2 separate regions of the Macaca mulatta genome follow, and region 1 is linked to region 2. A link is a contact called in public Hi-C data. All regions are on one chromosome and are shown on one strand. Each heading gives the region's core, a stretch centred on a gene start, on an enhancer-like site or on the middle of the called end of the contact. The rest is flanking DNA. Distances are from core to core; before and after follow the strand shown.

Region 1 (5,860 bases), core at 2,061-4,560, 38 kb after region 2:
GTGTGATCACGCCACTGAACTCCAGCCTGGGTGACAGAGTGAGACCCTGTCTCAAAAATAAAATAAAATATAACAATTAAAATTTAAAACCATGTAAATATTCACAGTAGCCACAGGGTGGAGGCAACAAGAGTGTCCATTAATGGATTAATGGATACAAAATGTGATACATACATACAATGAAATATTATTCAGCTTGAAAAAGAAAGAACATTCTGACACATGCTACAACATGGATGAACTTTGAAGAGATGATAGTAAATGAAATAAGCCAGATATGAAAAGACAAATACTGCATAAGTCTACTTGTAAGAGGTACATAGAGTAGTCAAATTCTTAGAGACAAAAAGTAGAATAGTGGTTGCCAGGGGCTGGGAGTAGTGGATGGGTGGAGATGGGGAGTTAGTGTCTAATGGGATGGAGTTTCCGTTGGGAAGATGAAAAAGTTCTGGAGATAAATGGTGGTGATGGTTGCACAACAATGTGAATGTACTTAATGCCACCATGCTTTATACCAGTGGTCCCCAACCTTTTTGGCACCAGGGACCAGTTTCATGAAAGACAATTATTCCATGGATGGGGGTAGGGGAGTAATGGTTTCAGGATGAAACCGTTCCACCTCAGATCATCAAGCATTAGTTAGATTCTCATAAGGAGCACGCAACCTAGATGCCTCGCATGCACAGTTCACAACATAGGGTTTGTGCTCGTTTGAGAATCTGATGCCACTGCTGATCTGACTGGAGGCAGGGTTCAGGTGGTAATACTCGCTCCCCCACCCCTCACTTCTGGCAGAGCAGCCCGGTTCTTAACATGACACGGACTGTTACTCGTCTGCACCGATCTGCAGCCCAGGGGTTGGGGATGCCTACTTTATAAGGAAAATGGCTAAAATTGTAAATTTTTGTATTATCTTTTATCACAATTTAAAAAATAAAAATTAAAAAATATGTAAAAAAGTAGTTATCTCTCAAAAGAGGGAAGGGTTTGTGTGTCCTTAGCCATGTCCTATTAGAAACATTATTCCAGTAGTAAAGTTGAAAAAAAATAGTGTTCTTTAAAATTTTAGATACATAATACTTTAAGAAGATCATAACAAGCCCGATTGATAAAGCTTTCTGTACTTCAGCTGACTCTACTCTTTTTTTTTTGGGATGGAGTCTTGCTTTATTGCCCAGGCTGGAGTGCAGTGGTGCAATCTCAGCTCACTGTAACCTCCACCTCCTGGGTTCAAGCGATTCTCCTGCCTCAGCCTCCTCAGTAGCTGGGACTACAGGCGTTTGCCACCATGCCCAGCTAATTTTTGTGTTTTTAGTAGAGACGGGGTTTCAGTATGTTGGCCAGCCTGATCTCGAACTCCTGACCTCATGATCCGCCCACCTCGGCCTCCCAAAGTGCTGGGATTACAGGTGTGAGTCACCACGCCCGGACTCAACTGACTCTACTTTCAATGAATCAAGTTTAAAGCTAAGAAAAAAACTAAAGAAGAAATGCAGACCATTTTTTATAAAGTAGGCTACAAATGGGTAAAAAACTATAGCAAAACAATGCGACATCAGGCAATGCAGGTAAAATATATATGCATTGTGCACAGTAAGTCTTTATGTGTATAATCTGCGCATACCTTTTGATGACCCTTCAAAGAGTTTCTCTGGGCCGTTGCAGGTCATGGGTTGGGTACAGAAAATCAGTAGAAGGTGAAATCCAGTACCCTACACTTTCCTTAAAGCTCCAATTAGGCAACAAAGTTTCTCTCTCATAAAACCAGCTCACCAGGTAGGATGGACCACAAGCTCTGTAATGAGTAGCAATATGGCTTTCAGAAAAATACATAGAGATTACAATTCAAAGCCCAGATTGACATTTGTGACAAAGTGGCACTCTGCCACAAATTTGTTACCGGATAGCCAAGATTTAAGAGACTCACAAAATTTGACATTTCAGGGCTAAAGGTCCTGATGCTGGCCACCTGGACTCCTAGGAATGCTGGACATTACAGCTATCATTGCAGGAGATTAAAGACACCTGGATCAAAGCCAAAGATGATGACAGAGCAGGCAGAATTGTTTCAGTTCATTTTAAGTTAGTTTACTGCATAGATTTGTTATAAGAGGGCGAGATTTAACTTTGAAAACTTTTAATAATAGAACAGCAAGTTGTCATCATGCAGACACGTTTCATAAGGAATAAGGGATAACCCTTGGCCAAATTGTCAGAGGCATTTGAAGAGTGATCCTATCTTGAATAGGGGCTGGGTAAAACAATGCTGAGACCTACTGGGCTGCATTCCCAGGAGGTTAGGCATTCTAAGTCCCAGGAAGAGATAGGAGGTCAGCACAAGATACAGGTCACAAAGACCTTGTTGATAAAACAGGGTGTTGTAAAGAAGCTGGCCAAAACCCACCAAAACCAAGATGACAAAATGACCTCTAGTCATCCTCACTACTCATTATACACGAATTATAATGCATTAGCATGCTAAACGACACTCCTACCAGTGCCATGACAGTTTACAGATGCCATGGCAACCTTAGGAAGTTACCATATCTGATCTAAAATCGGAGGAACCCTCAGTTCCCGGAATTGTCCACCCCTTTCCCGGAGAACTTATGAATAATCCACCCCTTTAGTATACAATCAAGAAATAACTGTAAGTATACTCAGTTGCCCATGCCCCTGCTCTGCCTATGGAGTAGGCATTCTTTATTTCTTTACTTTTAATAAACTTGCTTTCACTTTATGGATTCGCCCTGAACTCTTTCTTGCAGGAGGTCTAAGAACCCACTCTTTGAGCCTGGATCAGGACCCTTTTCCCATAACGAAATGAAGGAAGGTAACTAACTTTGACTGAACACCTAATACGTGCTAAATGATTTCTCAGACAAGATCTCATGTAAATATTTCTAAATGATTTGATGATAATGTTAATGGCCTTCTGGCCCCCAAAAGCACACTGCCTCTTGGTCCCAAAAAAATGAGGAAAATATCCAGTTTGTGGAATAGAGGGGCAGGTAAGTTAAAAAAAAAAAAAAAAGAAAGAAAAGCAAAAAAGGAAAGAGATACATGAAAAAAACACCATACATAGATAATCAGATCTTTTCCAACCAACCAAAGGAAGAGTTCTTTTTTAACTGCGCGGTTACAACTAACCAAAACTCAGGAAATAACTCCTGGAAGCAAACAAACTTAGCAGTGCAAAACAAGCGCGTCCAGTAACACCCGAAAAACACGTGGCGGGGGTGGGGCATCCGGTCGCAACCGCAGGTGAGACTCTAAGTCCCATCATTCCCTTCGGCAGCCAAGCCGGGCTGTTGAGGGCGAGCCGGCGCACCGCACGCTGGGACGTGTGGTTTCAGCTCGTGCGCCTCCCCGCGGGTTTGCGACGTTTAGCGACTATTGCGCCTGCGCCAGCGCCGGCTACGAGACTGGGGCCGTGGCTGCTGGTGCCGGGTGATGCTAGGCGGCTCCCTGGGCTCCAGGCTGTTGCGGGGTGTAGGTGGGAGTCGCGGACGGTTTGGGACGCGAGGTGTACGCGAAGGTGGCGCAGCCATGGCGGCAGGGGAGAGCATGGCTCAGCGGATGGTCTGGGTGGACCTGGAGGTGAGTGAGGTCGGCGGGGGGCTTGGGGAAGGCGAGTGAGGTTTCGCGCGTGGGACCGAGGAGCCGAGCCTGTCCTGGGAGAGCGGCGGGGGTCTGGGTCTCAGGTGTGGCAGGTTAGCGCCGCCGGCCAGGGGCGGCGCAGGGCAAGTCCGGAGGCAGGAGTCCTGCGGGCGTGGGGCGCACTGCTGGGCTGTAGGGCTTCTTTCCACAAGGGAGGAGTCCTCCGTGTGGCTTCCTCTCCTGCCCGCCCCTCCGCCCAGATGTGGACTTTTCCTAACGCTCTGGCGTCTCTGGGCTTGGGTCACTGGAGTGGGGGCGGGGGCAGCGGCTCTTCTTAGCCTCCCCCAACTAAATCCTTAAAGGACCGTAGGTTGTTAGAGTCAGACGGGACTCCGGAGATGACTCAGCCCTACCCCTCATTCCATAAGTGAGAACATTGAGGCCCACAGAAAGGATTCAGCTCATTCAAGGTCGTGCAGTTAGTGAGAGTCTGAGTTGGGACCGGAACCCAATTCCTATCCCTTCAGGCTTTCCATGCCTGAAACAAGGGCTCCTCCCTCCGTTGAGCCTCAGTTTATATGAAGTGAGGATAATAACAGTAGTTTTTCCATTAGATTGTGAAGATCAAGTGATGTAATTAGTGTGAAAACTTTGTGAACTCTGTAGAAACGTCGTGGTGTTAGTTATCTCTTTCAAAAGTGAGTGATGTCAGCACCCAGTTTTACTTACTTTGCATCTGTCCCGGAGTAGAATCTCAGTGCTTGACAAATAGCAGGCCCTTGGTAAATGTTTGTTGAATAAACGAGGACTCGTGTTTAGTACCTTCAGTAGTTGGCCAAGGAGCATTCTTCTCTTCTGTTTCGGCTATGGGTTACAAGCTGACTATGTTTGAGGGAATTTCTGTTAAATAAACTTGGGTGAAAGAGGCCAGAATGATGGCTTTGTGTGTGTTATATATTTATTTTTAATTGCAGATGACAGGATTGGACATTGAGAAGGACCAGATTATTGAGATGGCCTGTCTGATAACGGACTCTGATCTCAACATTTTGGCTGAAGTACGTGATACCATGTAATACAGTCATACTTTTTAAAGGGCACTGGAGATATACCCATCATTTTTTCCAGCTTCTTTATTTAAAAAATAAGAAAGTTGAGGTCCATATGGATTAAGGTAATGTGCTAGGTCATGGTAGGGGTGGTACTAGAACCAAAGTAATCCATCTCACAGCCTAGTGAAAAATTAATTAAAAATTTAAATTAAAAAATTAAGCATTATTTTTTAATTAGCCATGCCAGAAATTTACAGAAACATAAATTCTGTCATTTACTGAGCGCTTACTGTATGCCAGGTACAGTTTCTAAGTGCTTTATACGTCTTTGTTCTTAGTCCTCACAGCAACTGTAAGTTAGGTTTTGTTGTAATGCTCATTTGATAGATGAGGACACTTGAGCATAGAGATGTTGGGTAATTTGTCTGAGGCCCCAGTGGCTATTTATTAGGGGAGCCAATAGTTTAACTCAGGCTGTCTCAGTAAGGTGCTCCTAGCAAGTAGGACAGCCAACTGTCCTCCCATCAGATTTGGTGACTCATGCCAGTGTTTGCGTCTTTATATCATAACCTTGACTTTAACTTGACTCCATATTTACAATTCTGCCTTTTCAACTAGGTCATGTGATTCTTCTAGATCTATATTAAGATTTTAGAATTTCTGTTAATGCACACCCATAAAGTATTCTCTTGTTGACAGATTGGGCATGGTTAAGGTTTTTGCATGCTACTTTCAACTGAAACATTTAGCAAAACAAATGAAACACACCTGCTGCATTTCAACCACTCATGAAACATTTAACAAGGATGTGACACCATCTGGTAGGGGGTGAAATCCCTGACCCTGAATAATTCTGTTTTAGACTGTCAGCAGTATTCAGAGCCAGAAACTCCAGAATAGGAACAAAGTAGGGATGTTTGTGGAAAAGAGAGTCTTGTTAAAATAAGTTCCTAGAGGGTAGCATTGATACGTTGCTGGCACCGGATAAATTTCGTAAATCTGCAGTTAACACTTTCGTTTGTTTTGCTGTGTAGGTAAAAGAGGTGAGGACGTATTTCTAGATGAATGACTGTGTTTGTGGAGTACCAGGCTTATCCTCCCCGCATATCAGCTGTAGGAGAATCATGAGACTTTGTATTTCTCATCATAACAACTTTTTTTAACTTTGTATAAATAAAGCCCTGATTTTTAGATTTGGTTGTTTTTTT
Region 2 (5,947 bases), core at 3,162-5,661:
AGAAATTTGTGAAACACTAGTTGAAACAACATCAAACAGGTCTCTTTTTCTGAACCTTTAACATGTCCTTACACATTGACTCCCTAAGAAGGTGATAATGTGCTTGTCAAATGTATTGGCCTCATGTCTTTTTTTCAAAGGTGTATCTTGTATTTCTAGTGAAAGTTCTGTAGAACATACTTTGGAAACACTGAAGTATTCGTCATGTGATCAGAGATGTGCTTTAGGAATATTAATTTGGAGGCTATGCACATTTAGGATGAAGTAGAGAGACAGAGGCAAAGAAAACAGGCTACGTATCCAGGTAAATATAGTGCAGGTGATGAGAGTGATTACAAAAAGGTAACATAAATACATTGTGAATTTTAATTGGGCAGGACTTTGCAACTGAATGGAAATAGGCAATGAGGAAAGGACACAGGTGGTATAGAGTCATAGGTATTCAAACATACATTTTGTTGGCTAGAAAAATTGGTACACTCTTCATAGAAATTAAGAAAACAAAAGCTGCACCTTAGTGGGATCTGGATAAACTTAGCAAGGGAATGAAAGACATACAATTAATTTTGCTGGAAAGACAGTTGAACCTTACTCTTTCCTATTGGACTTTTTGCTCTCCTTTCTTTTTCTTTTCTACCTTCTAAGTCAGCCCTCTTAAAGATACCTTTATCACCAGACTGGCTATTGAGGGAAGCAATCTCATTGGTCTCTTTTTTCAATCTTCCAAATGGATATTAAAACAAAACGAAACAAAAATAACACAACTCTTCTTTTTCAGAGTTCTTAAAACTGCTTTTTAGGAGTTTTAGTGCTGATGAATAGAGGAAGTGAATATCTTATTAGGACATTTCAACATATGCTAGCGAGTTGCAGTATGATGTAAGAAGTAGGGGCAGTAAAAACAAATTGAAAGTTACAATGGCTTTTAAAAAACTTACAGAAGTGTAACTGTTTGGGACTATTCTTAGAACTCATCTATTTTAGAATGACAACATGCTATGTTTAATCATTGATATTATATAAAAATTCATTTTGTGCACTAATATATGGATGTTTAATAATAAGGTCTGCTCTTGGGAAACTTAGTTGGCTCTGCTTTAGATAATTTAATTAAAAAGGGGTTTATGTTGGTTTGTGCTTCTACAATACAGTCTTTGTTGTGACTCGAGGGTCACAATGTAACTTGAATGCTACTGCACATGTTAAGAACAAGAATTTAGATATCCATTGACTCAGATTTAAAATAATGGAGCATTTATGTGAACAAGGTTCTCCTCCTGCCAAACAAAACACAAACCACACCATTTTCTTTTTTACTGCACATACACTATTATTCAACCAAAGCCCTATTCTTGATGACCCCATTCCAGAACAAACAGAAATGAAGTCACACTCCCACTTGGTCCTCCCTTGTTCTTGAGCACTTTTGTGTACTTTTGTGACTTGTGTTCTTTCATTTGACAAATCTCATCCTCTTTTCCCTCATAAGCTAAAAAATATGCTTTCAAGGCATATTTAGTGCCGAATCATTTTGTAGGTGATAATTATGAGCCAACTGGTCTGCCTGTCACTTCAGCATAATTGATGGCACCCTCTTCCACTCCCAGGTGCCCTTATTTGCTGATATTGTCACCCGATGTGTCATACCTAATTTTTCTCTTCTCATCTGCCGATTCCCCATTTCCAACTTTAACCGAGTTTATTTTTTAAAGCATAGGATTATATACTAAATGGGGAAAAATGAAGAAGCCATCTAGCCATATTTCACACTATGAGAATTCCTTTGACAAAACCCTTCACGAGATTCAGCCTCTATCTGAACTTTCTGGCAGCTAATTCATTACCTTTTGAGGTGGTATTTTTCACTACTAGGCATCTCTAAGTTTTAAGAAAGTCTTCTTTATCTTCAGCTTTAATTTTATTCTTCTTCCCCAGCCTAAAACTCTGTTTATAGTTTGGAATTCCTTTCTCAACCACGGGTTTTTGTAATGCTCAGGTTAAGGCATCCATTGTATATTACAAACTAACTTCTTTTTAGTTATCTGAAAAAAATATTAGTTATGTATTATCCTTGGGAAAGTTAAGAAAATAGTTACTCAAGTCATTTTTTTCTGCATTCAGATGAGGAACCTCATTTGAAAGGCTGCAGGGCTCTATCATTTACTAGCTATATGACCTTGGAAAGTTTATTTTATCACCTTCAGACTGTTTTTCAGCAACAAAATGAAAGTAAAGTACTCCCTTATGGGCTGCTGTGAGAATCAAATAACATACAAAGTTCCTTAGGAACAGATACTTTATCATGTTTACCACTTTATTCTAAGTGCTTACTGCAGGCAGTAGCAGGTACAGAGTAAGTTCTCAATAAATATCTCTATAAACAATAAAAGTCCTAGCACATTGACTTGCACATAGCACTCAATAAAAGGTAGATATTACTATTCTTTTAATCATTCTTCCTATGATCTGGTTTCTAGAATTCTCACTACATTAATTCACCCTCTTATGGAAGCTATCTTGTTGACTCAACATTCTTAACATGTAGTTCTAACAATTCAATACTATGTGGTGTATGGAGATTTTGCTTTATTTGAACATAATTATTTTAAGGAAGTCTAAACAGACAAGCGTCTGCTGGGAAAAAGCTAGTCTACCTGCTTATATGAAGAGCTGGCACTTACAAAACCCAGTAACTTTCTCACAATACCACCCTTTAAAATGTATGCTTAAGAGAACAAAAATATCAGCAAATTTAAGGAGTGATCAGCCAGGTAAGAGAAGAACCAGGACAGTGCAGTATTATGAAGGGGGAAAAAAAAAAAAAAGCCACTGCAACCAGTACTTATCTTTACACAGCCCAGTGTGGTGATTCCTATTCACTTAGTAGCCTCCCCATCTAGAATATACTCCGTGATCTTTCTTGATGGCCAGACTGTGTAAAGTTCATACACAGTGTTTACTACAGGGATCCCCAAATATTGTCAGTTTAATGAGTAAACACAAATTTCAAGGAGGGCACTACAGTGAGATGAACAGTTTTCTGATTGGAGATTGTACAACTAATGTTTTCACCAGTGTACTTTAGGACAGCAGATTCAGATTAAGGCGCTGGGACTGAATGCAAATAGTAAAATTACAAATATAAAGTAAAAATTTGCAACCTTTGCCAAAGAAAGGAATGTAAACTGAGTTAATAATTGGAAAGAACAGTAAGGTTTAGGTTTTGTTCTTATTTTTAGTGCGACTGAGATTGTTGTTTGTTTGTAGACACATCTGAAAAAAGTGAAGGGAGAGATGGAAGATGGTAAATGTCAAGGAAAAGATGGAAGGATAAATCACTGTAATAAAAAGGAGTACTTTTTCGCCAACAGAAGTAAAGGTAAAGTGTCTGAGTTAACGAATGGCTTGTTGACCTCTGGGGAGGATGATCCCATCAGCTCAGCTTTGTGACGACCTAAGAATATCCCTTCCACCCCTTTCCTGATCCAATCATTCTGGCTGCATAAAACCACCTAAATCAATTACCTGTTACACTTCTGTTAGTGCTAGGATATATTCATATAACTCCCACGTATTAAATGAAAATGCATTCATCTAAAAATAAGACAACAAGATTGCTGCTACACCAAGAAAGGATTTTAAAAAGGCCTCTTCACAAGGTAAGTGAGGGCCAGAGGAAAGGAGGAAAGGCGGTCGTTTAAACTGAAATTCGAGCCGCGATGACACCTCCTAATGCAATCAAACGCTGTTGCAGCACACTTCTTAGGAGGTCGGGTTCAACGCCAGGGTAAGGTGAGAATCTGGCCTGGCGGCTCCGGCCCCGGCCATCCGGTTCCCTTCCGTTTATAAAGCGGGTTGGGCTGCGGCCGCCACCATTCACTCGACGGCTCTCGGCACGAACGCTTGGTCGCAAAGCCTGCCGAGGTCCTAGATGAATCGCTTCAGGTCTGGAAACGAGGAAGCCGTCTCCAGAGACCATTGCCAACGCTGACGCCCGCGGTCTGAGGTCGCTGTGGGAAGAGCCGTGGGCCACCCTGCTCCTCTGATCACCGGCGGACAGGGACACATTGTTCAGGGCCATCTTCAAACACCACCCGCAGTATTTGCGTTACGTCCCTCGGTCAAGGCAGGCCCTTCGCGGCTCCCCAGATCAGTTCAGCCTGTCTCGGACCGGGTGACTAACCACACCGGAAGCCATAACTGAGCCTGCGGAAAAGCCAGACACCGCCCTGCCTTTATCGAGCGCTATCCTGGCGAGCATGCGCACTCCGTCCGCACAAGTCGACGCCCGCTGAGAGCAAGCGCAACGGACGTTTGCGTTGGTGACGCCAGGGAGCGTGAGGACGTGGGGCTTCCGTGAATGCGCAGTGGGTGCGTCGGCCACGACCTTTTGGCCAGGTTAGGGAGGGGGCGACGCTGAGATGGGGGCGGCGGCGGCGGAAGCGGATCGGACTCTCTTTGTGGGCAACCTTGAAACGAAAGTGACCGAGGAGCTCCTTTTCGAGCTTTTCCACCAGGTAAGCAGATGAGTTCGGCTCTTTTGCCTTTCGTTTTCCGTCTCGCCTAGGGCCTGGCCCAGCGACCACCCCTTTTTCTTTTCGTGGCCGTCAGGGGACCCGACTGGTGGCTGTTTGGGGGTGAAGGGCGCGTCTGGGTTGCGAAACGCTCGCTGGGTGTCGCTTTTCTGGAAGATCTTGGTTCGTTTAGGCCAAAAGTGACGACTAAAGGTGGTGGAGGGATCATCGGTCAAGTTTGGGGTAATTGGAGATCCAGGCATCCTTGGGAACATAGTGTGTGTGTAGGGTCTTCGTTGAGCAGTGCTTTTTCTTATCCCTCCTGTTCTCATTTTCCACTTAGGATAATTTGTCTTTGGTGAACTTAATATTTTAATTTATTTGTGTCAGTTTTCCCTTAAAGTTTGCTTATCAAATTGCAACATTATTAAAATATGTAAAATAAAATCGTTAAGTACTCCGTAGAAAAACAGTATTTTAGTGTTGCTATATTAAAATGTGTGGAAAATTCTGAGTATCCCATTCCCCCCATCCCTATCCCCTAATAACTGGTATTGTTTGATTAATCAATACAAAAGTCAGTTTTTGGTTCAAGAAAATCATTCTCTTGTTCTTGATAAATGTTCATTTTCATGGAGTGGCAAAATAATGGCGATTGTTCACTATGCTAAGAGGCCATACAGTGCTGTGAACTGCGAAAGTGATTGTGTTTCCAGTTTCTTAATGGCCCCCTTCCCCAAATAAATCTAATGTTCGATCATAACTAGGATGTTTACTGTAGCCAAAATGGAAATCCGTGCATCATTTTTAAAAGAAGTTTCTGATTACATTTCTGTTGTTTATAAACTTTGACGTCTCGTATTTGTAAAATTTGAGTGTTTTCCTTTAGTTGCTTTATTTAAATTCTAAACACCTTTTTGTTTGTAGGCTGGGCCAGTAATAAAGGTGAAAATTCCAAAAGATAAGGATGGTAAACCAAAGCAGTTTGCGTTTGTGAATTTCAAACATGAAGTATCTGTTCCTTATGCAATGAATCTACTTAATGGAATCAAACTTTACGGAAGGCCTATCAAAATTCAATTTAGATCAGGTAAATGTCCATTGAGGTTAGGGGGCATTGTTTCCTGCTGTTTTTAAATTTATTATTCAGTTTTAAAGAACCTCTTATTTGTAGATGAAACTGCTTTCTTAAGCATTGTGATTAGCAAACTTTATCTTGAAAACAGGTAACATTGACACATGGATTTTGAAATTATAATTTTAAAACTGAGCTTAAAGTTTCATTTTGGGTTAGTGAAAAGAACATAAACTGTATCACTAAGAGAGTTGGGCTTGGGTGCTCTGAAAAGAGCTAGGTTTGTTTTCTGAAAATGCTTCTCCTGGCTGCTTGGTAATTACTTGCATATATTTTGATTCTTGATCATGTGAGGATG

Evidence for each region. A called contact is a pair of places that touch in the nucleus more often than the background predicts.
Region 1: a contact with region 2 is called in a Hi-C map of liver, with 2.4 times the contacts expected there. The contact joins the promoter of REXO2 here to the promoter of RBM7 in region 2. A contact is called at or near these places in 3 of 14 Hi-C or Micro-C datasets (CD4 T cells, blood and liver).

What each region holds. Positions count from the first base shown.
Region 1 is chr14:115,189,911-115,195,770 of T2T-MMU8v2.0, forward strand. It overlaps REXO2 (RNA exonuclease 2), which reads left to right and starts at 3,311. Exons shown (of 7, transcript NM_001193813.1): 1 at 3,311-3,600; 2 at 4,575-4,658. The coding sequence starts at 3,454.
Region 2 is chr14:115,150,872-115,156,818 of T2T-MMU8v2.0, forward strand. It overlaps RBM7 (RNA binding motif protein 7), which reads left to right and starts at 4,412. Exons shown (of 5, transcript NM_001261071.1): 1 at 4,412-4,517; 2 at 5,442-5,604. The coding sequence starts at 4,422. C14H11orf71 (chromosome 14 C11orf71 homolog) reads right to left here and starts at 4,210. Exons shown (of 1, transcript XM_015115758.3): 1 at 2,296-4,210. The coding sequence starts at 4,081. The coding sequence ends at 3,698.